Linked DNA regions of Oryzias latipes: region 2 is linked to region 1. A link is a contact called in public Hi-C data. All regions are on one chromosome and are shown on one strand. Each heading gives the region's core, a stretch centred on a gene start, on an enhancer-like site or on the middle of the called end of the contact. The rest is flanking DNA. Distances are from core to core; before and after follow the strand shown.

Region 1 (2,700 bases), core at 112-2,611:
AACGATTAGAACTCCTAGAGACACTAACTGTATACAAGAACTGGACCGAGTGAGTGTGACATCATCCATAGAAAAGGGCTTATGTCTGGCTCCAACGAAACAGTCCATTCAGTTGGTGTTTGTTTAGGAGCTAGACCTCATCAGTAAGCAGTGATTGGTCCAAGTCCAAGAAAAGTTCATAAAAAACCTGCAAACCGTGGTTTAGTACCAGTATCAAAATACTCTGTCAATTCATTTCACACAAGATTAGATTAATTATCTAACTGTTTTGAAATTTTTTATTCTAAACCCTTTTTATTTAGTTACGATAAAACATTTATTACTGCCAAGTGAAATACACTAAGCTGAGGTGGAAAGTTAAACACTAACTGAAAAGAGAGTAGACATGAAGAGGAGCGGTCCCGATGACTCTCCCCAGGAATTCCCCGAAACAGGACACATGACCACGGGGGAAGGAACAGAACCTCCTCAGGAACAGACTCATGAAGAGGAGCAACCCTGGCAACCCTCCTCAGAAACGAGACAGGGAAGATAAAGGAGCGGTCCCGGTGACCCCCCTCAGTAACAGACACATGAAGAGGAGCAGGCCGACGATCATTCTCAGTAACAGACACATGAAGAGGAGCGGCTTCGGTGCATCTTCGCAGGGACAGATGACTTGAAATGTGTCTGATATTTTCAAAATTAAAAATCTCTTTTTAAAAATACTACGAGAACTCCATTAAGTATTTATGTGTAATTCCATTTTTTGTCTCAAATTGATCACAATGAGGTTTTAAATTTTACAAATGAAAATTAGTGTTATTTACCCTGTTTTATTTTGAAAATTCTTCCTGTGACACTTAACATTATCCAATAATCCTTTATTTTGTGTGAGAAAAGCAAAAACATGTTTTCCTCATCCTAATGTTTTTCTGAATGTACTGTAGGCGTTAGCGGCGCCTCCTTCTCGGGAGAACCGTGGCCTCTGATGGCGGCAGACTTCTGTAAACATTGGCGTGCCGACTGCCCTGAGGGGAGGGTGCAAGAAAATACCTGAGAGGGAAGAGCGACTAATAAACTGCTGCTCTGACACACACTTTATGATTTAAATTGGGGGGAGGGGAGAGTGTTACTTATCTGAAGACCAGTTTTTTTTTTTTTTAACCTCACATTACATCCTTCATCGGAGCAGTAAATCAGAGCTTGTTGGTTAAAGGTTTTAATGTCAGACCTAAAACAGGAGCCTGACAGGTGCAGAGGGCTCACTGTAGTTACATCTATCAGCCAGCAGGGGTCACTGCTTCCTTCTGGCCATCTGCAGGCCATCCCAGCTGAGGAGCAGGTCAGGTTACAAACAAACTGCATATCAGAGTCTCTCATAAATACTTTTCCTGAGCAGCCACAGCTGCCCCCTCAGAGCTGTAAATCCCTCTGAGTTGGAAACATTTCCACCCAAATATTCCTTTGTTCTGAAAGAGTCGGTCTCAGAAAACGTGGACAGAGTCAGGATTCAAGCCTGGAATAGGCTTTGGGAGAAATCGGGACGTGAAAGGAGGGAAAAGTGACCGAATTACAGCGAGATCTTGTAAAGGACGTGGTGTTTCCAGAAGCTCACTGGCCTCCACTTTTCCCAGACAGGAAGCACCTGGGTCCAGTGGTTGGAGAACCACCACCAGAATAAAAAAAAAAAAATAGCACATTGGCTCAGAGGATCCTCCCCAGGAGTGTAAACAAACAAAAACAGAAAAACTCTTTTATTTTTCCATCGCTTAAGTGGATGGGAGGGGGCCCAGACAGTTCATAACTGATGGATCTGTGAGATCCTAGTGGGTCCCAGAAAAACAAAAAAAAGGGGGGGCGGGGTTGCCACACTATCCAGAGGCGGGTGGCTGAACATAAACAGCTTGTTTAGGGGTCGCTCTAATCACAGAGGAGAAGAGTGGAAATGGAGAAAAAGATGGGAGGAGAAGAAATAGAAGGAAACCAGGAACATGAGGGTGGGAGAAAAGGGTCGGAGCGGCGGCAGCGCGGGGGGGGGGGGGGGGGTAGTTTCCAACCCTAAAATTGATCTTTATCGAGAGCAGATTCCCAGGAAAAAGAATGCCCAGAGCGAGACTCGTCTTCCTGCGTGTATCTGCAGGAGCTCTCCAAAGATGAAATTAGAGGACATTTACTGTAAAGAACAGAGTCGCGCTTAAAGGAAAACATATTTCCTCCTGCCTTTCATCTCCAGACTTTTTGTAAAACAGCTGAAGGTTTTTTGTTGTTGTTGTTTTCTTTCCAGAATTCTCCAAACTTACTCTAGGGAAAAGAAGAAAATATGAGGAGATGGAGAAGGACCTGCAGCCGTCTCTGGTTCAGGAGTTAATCTCTGGTTTATCTAAAACACAACAAAAAAAACCCCAAAAAAGCACCAAAAATGCTAGTTTGCTTTGTGGAAGTTGAGTTGATTTTAACTCCTATGTAAATATTCCTGCTCTGAAGAGAAAGTAAATGCACCCCAGAAACTACAGGGTGAACTTTATAAAAGCAGGCCCCGAAAAAAAAAGTAAAAAATATTGTATTTTCCACACTATAGCATGCACCGGATTATAAAGTTCACCGTCAATAAATGGCTCATTTTTGAACATATATCATAAGGGGCACCAAACTATTAGGCGCATTAAGCGAGACAAAAAAGTCAGAGTAAAGTCAGACAGTCTGACTTAATTAACCGCG
Region 2 (2,700 bases), core at 42-2,541, 71 kb after region 1:
GAGCTGTTGTTCTTTATTTGGATTGTTTTATCGTTATTTGATTAGCTATTAAGTTTCTGTTTTTAATAAGTTGGATTTTTGTGAATGTCGCTTGTTGAGTGCCTAATGTTACATTAAAAAATATATCTATACATTTGTCATTCATATTTTTTTCTTTGCCCTTTTAAAATTGGTTTGGCACCACTAAATGTGCATCCAGCATGCAGGCAATAAACTGCATTCAATTCTTCATCAGCAACAATAATACATTCACAAAAAGTATTCATAGAGAGATCTCATTTATGTTACAACAACAGTTGCGTTTAGTTGGTGCTGCTGATCAGTTGGAGGGCCCACAAATTAATTTCGCTTATTGCCCCCAAAAGACCCCTGTTTATATTGCACATAATTTATGACATTAAAATTATATAAGAATCACTAATGAATCATATATAAACAGCGCAATAATCACGCACAGTTCTACACTGATTTACGTGTTGTATGATTGGTTTATTCCTACTTCTTCCTTGGTTTTATGTGGTTCCTTCGTGGTACATCTGTAAAAAAAATCTCTTTTCTCATTATTTCCAGTTTTTTTCATATATGACCGATTTTCCATCCGTGCAATTTGCGCAAAATGTACACAGTGGTTGTGTTTGACACACTGCATTTTTTTTTCGTCTGCTCCTGATTCACAACGATTTGAATAAAAAAGATACCCAGGAGGAATGCCATTTGAATCTTTACTGTCTTCATAATACATTGGGAGAACGCCACGAGAACGTGATCAAAAGCTGAATTTTCATTGGAGTGGGTCTTTTCAGAAAGTTGTCTGACTCACCTGGCAGGAGGAAGCCACGGTTCTGGTCAGGGAGTCGATCCTCTCGCTGTACTCGGTGAACTTCTTCTGGTACTTGAGCGCCGTCGTCTGCAGCTCCCCGTGCACGGCGGACAGCTGTCCCAGCAGCGCCTTCTCCCGCTGGTTGGCCCGGATGGCCTGCTTCTTGCACTCCCGGTCCAGGATGATCAGCCTGCAGTGCAGCGCGCTGTTGTGCGCCTTCAAGGCGCGCACGCAGCAGTGGCTCTTCAGCTTCTGCTCCCTCAGGGTCAGCACCAAGCCGCAGCCGCTGTCGCAGACCCCCACCGGCCGGTAGTCGCACGTCTCCCGCATGTGGGCGTCCAAGTCCCGCAGGCGGAGCTCCTCCGTGCATCCCTTATTGCGGCACTTGGCCGGGGAGAAGTCGCACGTCTCCGCGTGCTCGGCCAGATGCTGCAGCTTCACCACCGCATCGCAGCCTCTGGCGTGGTTGTCGCATTTGATCTCCAGCTTCAGGATCAGGTTCTTCAGCGGCAGGACGTGGTTCAGCTCCCGGGCGGAGACCCGCTGACACTTGACGGGGCAGCTGCTCTGCTGGACGACCCAGGGCAGCACGCAGCCGGAGCAGAAGACGTGGCCGCACGGCGTCGTCAGCGGCTCCTCCAGCACTTTGTTGCACAAGTTGCACTTGAAGTCCGGGTCCACGGTCCCCTTGAAGCGGTCCAGCTCAAATCCCATGATGATCTCCCCCCCCCCTGGATCCCGAGTCGAGAATCGTGGACTCCCCACCCCCGCAACGCCGTGGGGCGGTTTCAGCTGGTCATCGGCGAGACGCTCCCACAGACGGACTGGGAGCTGAACTCACAGCCGCAACTCCACTAATTAAACTCCGACTTTTTGGTGCCTTCAGGAGCGCCTCCGGTCCAAGTTGGAGAAAAGTTTGCGCTTGTAAAAAAAACACACATTTACGATTTATAAACCACAAAAAGAAACTTATAAACACACGTCAACTAAAACAGTAACACAGACATACATTTATGATTGCTAAAAGCGATTGACAACATCTGAAAGTGTATATTTCTCACGAAATATACGCATATGTATCAACAGAGTTTCGTTCAGTGTCCCAGAAAACTGATCTATGCGTTTTATACCCCCCCCCCCAATCATTTTAAACCGAATACATCAAATTTAAAAGGTCTAATTTCATAGTCAAATGGCTAACATTTAATTGTCTGACAGACAGTGAACGCAACATCACTGGAAACCACTTTTTACCGTAACTCTTCTACGAATCACGCACACGCTTTTATTTTTAACAGGAAAAAAGTGAAACCATTAAATGAATCTCCGAGAAAAGAGACAAGGCAAATAATTATTAATCATAAAAAAATAATAAAAAACACTTTTTAGGAGGATGACTTCCTATACTGGAAGTTAATCAGTGATTGTTACAAGAAGAAGAAGCAGAAACTATTAGAAACAACAATAATAATAATTTACATAGAATTTACATAGAATTTATGAAAGAAATTTATTGTTAGCCATATAGTATTAATAATAATAATATGACTTAACAAAACGTTTGGACACTGCGCATAAAAGCAAAAGCCAGTAAAATCCTTACAATATAAGGAAAATCACAATAAAACCAGCTTACTAGAAGAGTGATATTTGTTTTTATTTTAGTGTGTATTACAAATAACTTCAATTATAAATATCCCATTAAAAATGTACTTTAAATATGTTTTTTTATTTGTCATGGAATCCTTCAATAATTTTTGAAAAAACAAGGAACAGCAGTTCATATTATAACAACTGCAATGTAAAGTTGTGAAGAAAATCAATAACTATTATTATGCTAAAAAATTACATGATATAATTGACAATAAACAATATTAAAA

Evidence for each region. A called contact is a pair of places that touch in the nucleus more often than the background predicts.
Region 2: a Hi-C map of embryo shows a contact between it and region 1, with 2.2 times the contacts expected there. The contact joins two enhancer-like sites. A contact is called at or near these places in 2 of 5 Hi-C or Micro-C datasets (embryo and fibroblasts).

The regions. Positions count from the first base shown.
Region 1 is chr5:21,978,495-21,981,194 of ASM223467v1, forward strand. The region is part of intron 3 of pdzrn3 (E3 ubiquitin-protein ligase PDZRN3); the gene reads right to left. Among protein-coding and RNA genes, the nearest start is that of gxylt2, 54 kb to the left of the region's middle. Within about 2 kb of position 1,362, at least 3 of the 8 cell types and tissues checked have an H3K27ac peak or open chromatin away from gene starts, as enhancers often do.
Region 2 is chr5:22,049,885-22,052,584 of ASM223467v1, forward strand. It overlaps pdzrn3 (E3 ubiquitin-protein ligase PDZRN3), which reads right to left. Exons shown (of 10, transcript XM_023955096.1): 2 at 821-1,741. The coding sequence starts at 1,534. Among protein-coding and RNA genes, the nearest start is that of pdzrn3, 7.6 kb to the right of the region's middle. Within about 2 kb of position 1,292, at least 7 of the 8 cell types and tissues checked have an H3K27ac peak or open chromatin away from gene starts, as enhancers often do.